Regions from separate parts of the Danio rerio genome. Here region 1 is linked to region 2. Evidence: chromatin contacts called from public Hi-C data. All regions are on one chromosome and are shown on one strand. Each heading gives the region's core, a stretch centred on a gene start, on an enhancer-like site or on the middle of the called end of the contact. The rest is flanking DNA. Distances are from core to core; before and after follow the strand shown.

What was found. Hi-C and Micro-C count contacts between places; a contact is called where the count stands out from the background.
Region 1: a Hi-C map of hematopoietic stem cells shows a contact between it and region 2, with 4 times the contacts expected there. The contact joins the promoter of smyd2a here to the promoter of cgref1 in region 2. A contact is called at or near these places in 6 of 18 Hi-C or Micro-C datasets (caudal fin, embryo, hematopoietic stem cells and 1 more) and 1 of 4 datasets of contacts at active chromatin or transcription factors (caudal fin).

The regions. Positions count from the first base shown.
Region 1 is chr17:34,481,726-34,485,976 of GRCz12tu, forward strand. It overlaps smyd2a (SET and MYND domain containing 2a), which reads right to left and starts at 2,634. Exons shown (of 12, transcript NM_001013550.1): 1 at 2,319-2,634. The coding sequence starts at 2,491. It overlaps LOC137488119 (a long non-coding RNA gene), which reads left to right and starts at 3,969. Exons shown (of 3, transcript XR_012393500.1): 1 at 3,969-4,084.
Region 2 is chr17:34,339,394-34,343,094 of GRCz12tu, forward strand. cgref1 (cell growth regulator with EF-hand domain 1) reads right to left here and starts at 1,725. Exons shown (of 6, transcript XM_017351827.4): 1 at 1,511-1,725; 2 at 1,152-1,260; 3 at 165-224. The coding sequence starts at 1,544.

The DNA of each region.
Region 1 (4,251 bases), core at 1,384-3,883, 140 kb after region 2:
TGCATATTTATAACAAAACGGAGCCGATAACAACTGCCTCCTTTCAATTTCAGTGAAAATACGAAACACACCCTCTCCAGTGGCGTAGCGCAAAATGCAGAGGCCCCCCTGCAGGGATCGCTGACGGGGCCCCCGATGAAGGGGGGGGGGAGATACGTCACACGTCAATTTGCATATCACTGGCGTCATCACGTTCTACCGTTTCTGTTTGTTTAACAGCCTATGGTTAATAAAGGGGCATTTATAATTGCACTACACTTTATATAAGCATGTTTATTTAACTAAATTTATTGCTGTTTGAATACAGTATGTCATTATAGATGTGTAGTGAATGTGCAGTAATCTCTCATATGTAATAAACTCAGACAAGTTCAGAAACTGTCACTAAAATATCTGTGATTGTGAACAAGAAAAGAATAAACGCTCCAATTAAATTGTTAAAATAAAGTAGAAGTACATCGGTTTGACTGTACAAGGGAAATACCTTCACACTGCCTGTGCTAAATCATTTGTCGTCGGTACGCAGAGGGGTGATCTGCTCTCGGGCTGCAGGTGGGAGAGGCTGCTGTAGAGGACTGACTGGGCCGCCTGTCAGTGCTGTGAGGCGGGGGAGGGGCCGGCGGCATCACACGCAGCTCGTTGAGAAGAGTAGGGACGGTACAGTATGGACAAATGACAGTCTAAAAAATATCTCCAATAACACAAAAAAAGTCGCTAGATTTGTCGCTAAGGGGGTCTGAAAAGTCGCTAAATCTAGTGACAAAGTCGCTAAGTTGGCAACATTGGCGGCAAGCAATCAGAATGAAGTAGTCCACCGCTTGAGAGGTGTTCAGAGAACACAGACCTGTGAACTTTGGTTCCGACCACAGTTGTTCCCAAGAGTTTGATTATTGCGTTCGCCGGTGGATTTTTAATTATTGAAAATCACGACGACGCGGGGCCCCCTAATCACGTGGGGCCCCCCCGCGGTGCGTGCCCTGCGGGCCCGTCCGCTACGCCACTGACCCTCTCTTTTGCTGAATATCAGTTTTAATAATCGATAATGGCCATTATAAAAGTATAACATACAATAAGTTTATACATTATAGGAAATAAAGGCAAGCGATCAGTCAATATACAGAATGTAGGCTACGTGCTTACATTATTCATTAACTTATCTTTGCGCTCAGCCAAAACACGTTACCTGAGAACAAGTAATAGATTCCAATGACCAAAGTCAGGAATGTCGTTAGATAAAGACAACAAGATGAATGAAATATCACGTTTAATAAATATAGTGAGATTAGATCCAGCGGGAGATGCTTGATGAGAAGTCCGACTAGCAGAGCTCTCATCTGGGTAGATGGGCTCCAGCGATTGCCAAAGTGTGTGTGTGTGGTCACGTGATGTGCGTTTTCAGCGTTTTGGTGTGGACGGAGAGCAGTTCAGAAACGCTGGGTAAAACGCGAGTGTGGACGCGGATCGTTTTCATTCTAAAACGCCGTTTTAAAACTAATACGCACTAGTGTAAACGGGGCCTTAGTCTATGATCAAAAGCAATCTTACTACAAACAATAATTTAAATGTTTCATGCAGTTTCACTTGCACAGAGATCACAGATACTTTTATTAGAGATGTAGGATTTCCTAAGTCTAGATCAGATCACACATTTTTTTCTGACTTAAAAAGGTAAAGCTGTAAAAGAGGTAAAGTTGGTTTTATATTCCCATAATCGTTCAGTGACAACTTGTGACACACTCCCTATATTGTTTACCTTGACACTTTGTATATTCGGTCTGAAAAAACCTGCAAACATGACTTGAAAACAACATTAACACTGTTTATTTGACTGCGAACAATGTTGTACTTTGATGGTCATTGGCTGCTAATATAATTTCGCTATTTAGAGTTTGCAAACAATACTTTTAAGAAATTATATTATATAGGGAAAAGTTCGAATGTCCAAATATAAAAGCAAGTTTACCTCTATGTCACTTCACTGAGCATTCATCCACAGCACAAACTGCTGGGTGTGTACATAAATTGGGTCACTCTTCACGGCGTGACCCAGCAGCATTTAAACACAGCCCAAACAGAAAGCATGTGCCAGCCATCTTTAAGATAGATCAGCCCCTTATGAATGCAAATGACCTGCTTATCGTAACTAAAACATAATTATTAACCAATATAAAAGTTAACATACACATATTGTGACATCTAATGAATGCGCGCATGCATTCTTATGTGAAACACCCGTAAACAACCCGACAGCAGAGGAGAATCTAGTCTCGTGCACAAACCCGTAAAGTGTGAGTCGTGGACTTATAAGGAGCGCTGACCTGGTAAAGCAGCATTCGCAGCGTCCGCCTCTCTCGTTCACGGTCAGCACGTATGCATAAGCCGGACAGGCGAACACTAGATCACCAACTTTAAAATGCTTGATGGCTTTGAGTCCCCGGCCTTTACCGGGGCTCAGAAACCTCTCAGTACCCTCGATTCCCTCTTTTTTCATCGCTATTGACCTGCTGCTCGCGTGTCACACTTCCTTGCCCTCGTCAGAAAGCGCTGTCTCGGTCTCAGTCGGTTTTGTTAGTGACTGCGGCAAGTGTAGTGACGCCACTGACACACCACATGCTCGGCGAAAAGACTCCGAACAACGAGCTGCACCAGCAGACCGGAGGCTCACGGCAATCACACACATACATACACGCCCCGCGGTCCTAAAGCCCGTTCGGCTACAGCAACAACAGCGGCCACCAACGACCGACCGGGCCGACCTTGGTATTTGGCCGTATGGCGCCATCGTGTGCTCATCAGGCGAAAACAAGGCATAATGGACGAATCATCGTGGCAGAGATCCACTTACATCCTTCTAACTGCGTCCGGCATATTGACGTACACCTTGACACCACCACACAGGCGTGCAAACCTGAATGTATATATAATAACTTTTCTTTCTTTCTTTCTTTCTTTCTTTCTTTCTTTCTTTCTTTCTTTCTTTCTTTCTTTCTTTCTTTCTTTCTTTCTTTCTTTCAATACAAAATTACAAACTTTGTGAAATGCTATAGGAATGTACAAAAATGTACTAGGCTCCTGAGGGCCGAAAGAAAGAACCATTGCTTTGAGGCAATTTGGAAAATAATACTTAACTTATTTTTTTAATGCTATACAACATATAACATGTTTACTCTAAATTTACATTTGAAAAATTTGGCCATTAAAAGAAAACTCTTAGGTAATTTAAATGAATCAACTAACATGAGCTAGAGTGATGTTATATGAATATGTAACTTATAATTTTAATGTAAAAAATGACAGGTAAGGGGTTGTTCTCCTCCCCTGCTTGTTTGCTTAGGAAAAAAAAAACATTTGTGATATTTTCTGTTTAATAATTATGATTCTGATTATATTTGGTTATAATTTTATATTTTAGAAATACTGAAGTCAAACATTTTTGGTCACAAGGAAACATTTTTAAACACACTTATTAATTTTTCATAATTTACTAATGCATTGCTAAAACCTAAAGTTGTGTGTGTTTTAATTTGTGTAGCCTATAACAGAAGTAGAATAAGTGTATGTAACCAGTAATTTTTTCTTTTTTTGGTGAACTATAACACACTATTTACACCTTAATTTAAGGTGTTATCATATGTTTTATAATTCATTAAAATAAAATTATTAATAAAATTATTTACTGATTTTTTCAATAATAATACTAATATTAATACTACCACTACTACTAGCTACTACTACTACTAATAATAATAGTTTACCCTTTAATCTTTCCTAACATTTTTTTTTCTTTAACAAGTTATTGAATGCTTTCTGTCTGCATTATGATGCTTTCAAATATTTACAGAGCTGGTTCAGAGCTTGTATCAAATTGGTGGTCAAGTGATTTTAGCGAATCCTCTACGTCACACTTGACCTTCGAACTTGCATTTTGGTAAATTAAATTTTAAAGTTACGTTAGGCTATGATTCGACGCTAGATGGGGTCAATATACGTTTTTAACATATTCCCCTTCCGTTGCAAAATACAGCAACTATTAAAACTGGATCTTGCTTTGTGAAAAATGCATCCGTGCTACAAATTCGACCAGGTGAAGTAGGCCTAACTTATCTTTTATTTTAGAACTGTACGTGAACTGAACGTAAACCATCCATTTTACAGTCTATGAAACTATCCGAATCTAAGCTTAACGTTATTGTTGGATTCAGTCTGTCAGTGTTGATTTGTTTTTACATTTTTGAGTTGAATTTTATAAGG
Region 2 (3,701 bases), core at 475-2,974:
AAAACGGTTTTATTATTGCTTGTTGAGCATATCAGTGTCAGCTGTGGAAATCTCAGCATTATCTCTGATGGGACGTTGGACTTTGAAACTTGGGGCAATACTTTATTTAACCAGGTGGTTTAAAGAAAGTAAAACAAGGCTCAAGAAAATGTAAGAAATATCACCTGCGGTTGTCTTCACTAGACCCAAAAGGATTAGCAAGGTCTGGTGCAAGGACGCCATCACTAGAAAACAGAACAAAACAACTTTCAGAACTAGGCAAAGTTCTTTTCTCTCTCAGACACACACATATATAAACACAGTGGCATGTTAAACACAACTTTAAGATATTGAAACTTGATCTATCCTAATCAAAATATTAACAGCCATGTTCTTTGATAAATTAACAGAACTATAATATAATTCACAATGATAATGTAAGCACAAGTTAACTATGTACCAGTTCTATGAATGATCATGTAGTGTTTAATACATTCAATAGTTTACTGCCATAAGTAGTGTTTTCACAGATTTTTAAAAATGGAACTTGCAAAGAATAGCCAACATTTCCCAATATGTAGCACTATCAATGATATAAATAAGAATTTATCAGTCACACTTTACAATAAGGTTTCATTAGCTAATGTGAGTTAACGTGTTTACTAACATTAACTAATAATGAAAAACACTTGTACAGCATTTATTAATCATAGTTCAACATTTACTAAACGATTATTAAAATCCAAATTTACGTTTGTTTACATTTGTTAATGCACTGTGAGTTATGAACTAACAACTGTATTTTCATTAACTAACATGAAACAATAACGTAATAAATGTAGTATAATTCATGTTTGTATGCATTAACTAACACAACTTTATTGTAAAGTGTTACAAATTTAACAACATATAAAAAAATATGGCAATTACGTCAAATCCCAAACAACAGTTTAGTTTTTGGCTTCTTGAACAAGTATATTACTATTAATTGACCTTAGTTAATAAGCAAATTTGTTCAAAAATGTCTGAAATAGCTAACTTGTTGCTCTTCGTAATAAGATATGTCAGATATTCTTCTAAATATGTTACGTTAAAGACTAACTATACACAGTCACACAGTAAGTACAGTACCGGCGGCAGCACAGTGTGAATGCGGCCTACTGTAACGTTACCTGAGGCTCTGGACTTGTGGAGCACACAGGGTCAGTGCTGGGAGGATGAGCACAAACACAAGCCGTGTCGAGATCATATTAGCTGCTCCTCTGGATCGCATTAGGACACCTGTATCAGCACAGACAGTTCAGACGGTCAAAGAAACGACTCGTGAATCAGATGAGATGCACAAACAGCAGAAATCGATCACTTAAGAATGAAACGATTCTTTCGGATATGAAGAGTCAGCTGACCGAACACCTTACATTGCGACAATGAAGCTTGCAACTGTTCTTTGTATTTACATTGCGGCGTGTTAATATACTGATTCAATAACCACAAGTAAGGATCAGCAAAGCTATGCGAAATGCTACTGTACCTTCACTGTTGACGGCGGTCAGCGGACCATCCATGATGAATCCCCCACCGCGGCGGATGAGAGCAGCGCAGCCCGTGTGTGTGCAGCTCTGACCGGCTACACGTGGATTCCGTGGACGTGTCGTGGCCCGGATAAAATAAATCAGCTCCTCCTCGAGCTCTCCATATTCCGCCTTCCACTGAGTTCCATCATCGCCACGTAGAGTCGCTGACACTGCGTTTACAGCACGCCGTTCCTCCGCACGCACCGCCTCTTACTGTACACTATCTATTCTGTTCCTCAGGGAATACTGGTTGTAAATAAACCGAGGAGTAACGTAGCAAATGTTTTAGCTTTAATATAGAGCATCACAGTGACATCATCTGGAATTATCTTTTAATAGATATGAAATTAATTTTAATAAAGTCTTGTTGGTGGTAAATGCCTAATACCCTATAAATACGGTATGTACACTTATCAAATCTGCGACTTTACGTGTAATTCAGTACTTCTTCACTAACTTGGCAGTGCAGAAGCAATTTAGTCCTGACTGTCAGACAGGACACTCCTTAACTAAAACTGTCCAAGTTTTGCACAATTTCGCCACAAGATGGCAAGCATGATCTCAGTGAAACTTACCCACCACTGCATACAGCAATGAATACTATTGCTAATACTGATAACAATAATAATAACATGTAAGTATGATATGGAGGGTTACATTTTCTTGATTTTTCATCTTTAAACAATAGCCTACTCAACTTGGAATTTTATCCCCAGTTACTTTTTTTTAAAAACCTGAGAGGTCTCTCTTTTCTACTGATTTGTAACTACAATATTGCTAGAATCTCTTATAAATTATCCAATTTTCATAAACAAGCTTTACTTGCATGGTCACTGATTTACAAAGACAATTTCCTCCTCATCAGCATTTTATCTGGAACAATCAGAACATTTTTTATAGCAAATCTTTATTTTTAAATGGTTGGTTTGAGAAAAAATATTTTGACTGTATCTCAGTTATTTAATTCAGAAGGTTTTTTCTTAAATTTAAAAAAAAAAAATGTGCAAGTTTGGTTTCCTGGTAACGCTAAAAGAATTTTCCATTGTAATGGATGCAACTCTTAAAGGAGTTATACTGCTTTTTATGGTGGCGTATTCAGTGTTTCGTCTGCCCCCTTGGAAACTTCAGTGGAAAAAGCATGTGTTTTTGTCACAACTTTCCTCACGTAATTACAAAATCAGGTCTATCTTTCAAAAGGAAATTGTAGCTACCCCATGTGTAAAGTTTTTTTTTTTTTTTTTTTTTTTTTTGATGGACATATATGACCAGATTCAATGGAAAAAAAGTTTGGCCTTTATCTGTAAAATATATAATAACTAACAAAATTAGAGACATTTCATTTAAACTGTTACACAGATTTTACCCAGACAAGACATTTAAAAATATATATAAGTCAGATATAGATCCTGCTGCTTATTCTGTAATATACCCAGTGAAACTGCTGATCATATTTTTTGGAATGGTCTTTATACACAATGCTTTTGAATTGAATTTTATTTGTTTATTCATCACAAAATATTGGACTCTTGTTATCTTTTTTAAGGATATCCTGTTGTTGTTTTTTAATACCCCTGATGAAAAAAGTAAGGAAAATTCCATATACAAGAATAAATTCTTTCAAATTGTTTTTTTTTTAAAGAAACTTTAATAGTACATTAAAACTATTGTTTCGTCTAAAAATCTTAAAGCTATTTGAACTGTTCTTTTCTTTTTTGAATTTGCTTAACGTGATTTTATATTATTTGTTGTTTATTTTTTAGTTAATTTTTAATAAAAGTAAAGCATCAAATAAGCACATACAAGAGATCTTGTATGTGCTTATTTGATGCTTTACTTCTCTGTAAAACTCATGAACAATCTGCATAATAAATTTGTATGAGGCTGTTTTTGTACTCTGACATTAATAGAAAAAGATAATAATAATAATTATGATTATTATTATTAATAAAAATACTAAAAAAATTACAGTGAAATGAAAACCTCAATAAATGAGGTTTATGCTGTAGCTACACTTATTTTTGCCACATGATGGCAGTACTTTCGTTTGAAATGCTACGACAGCACAGACTTTTCCCTTTGTTGATTTATTTTCAGAATGTTCTGTCTCCAAGTCACACTGTGAGTGAAACACCTTACGAATATCAACCC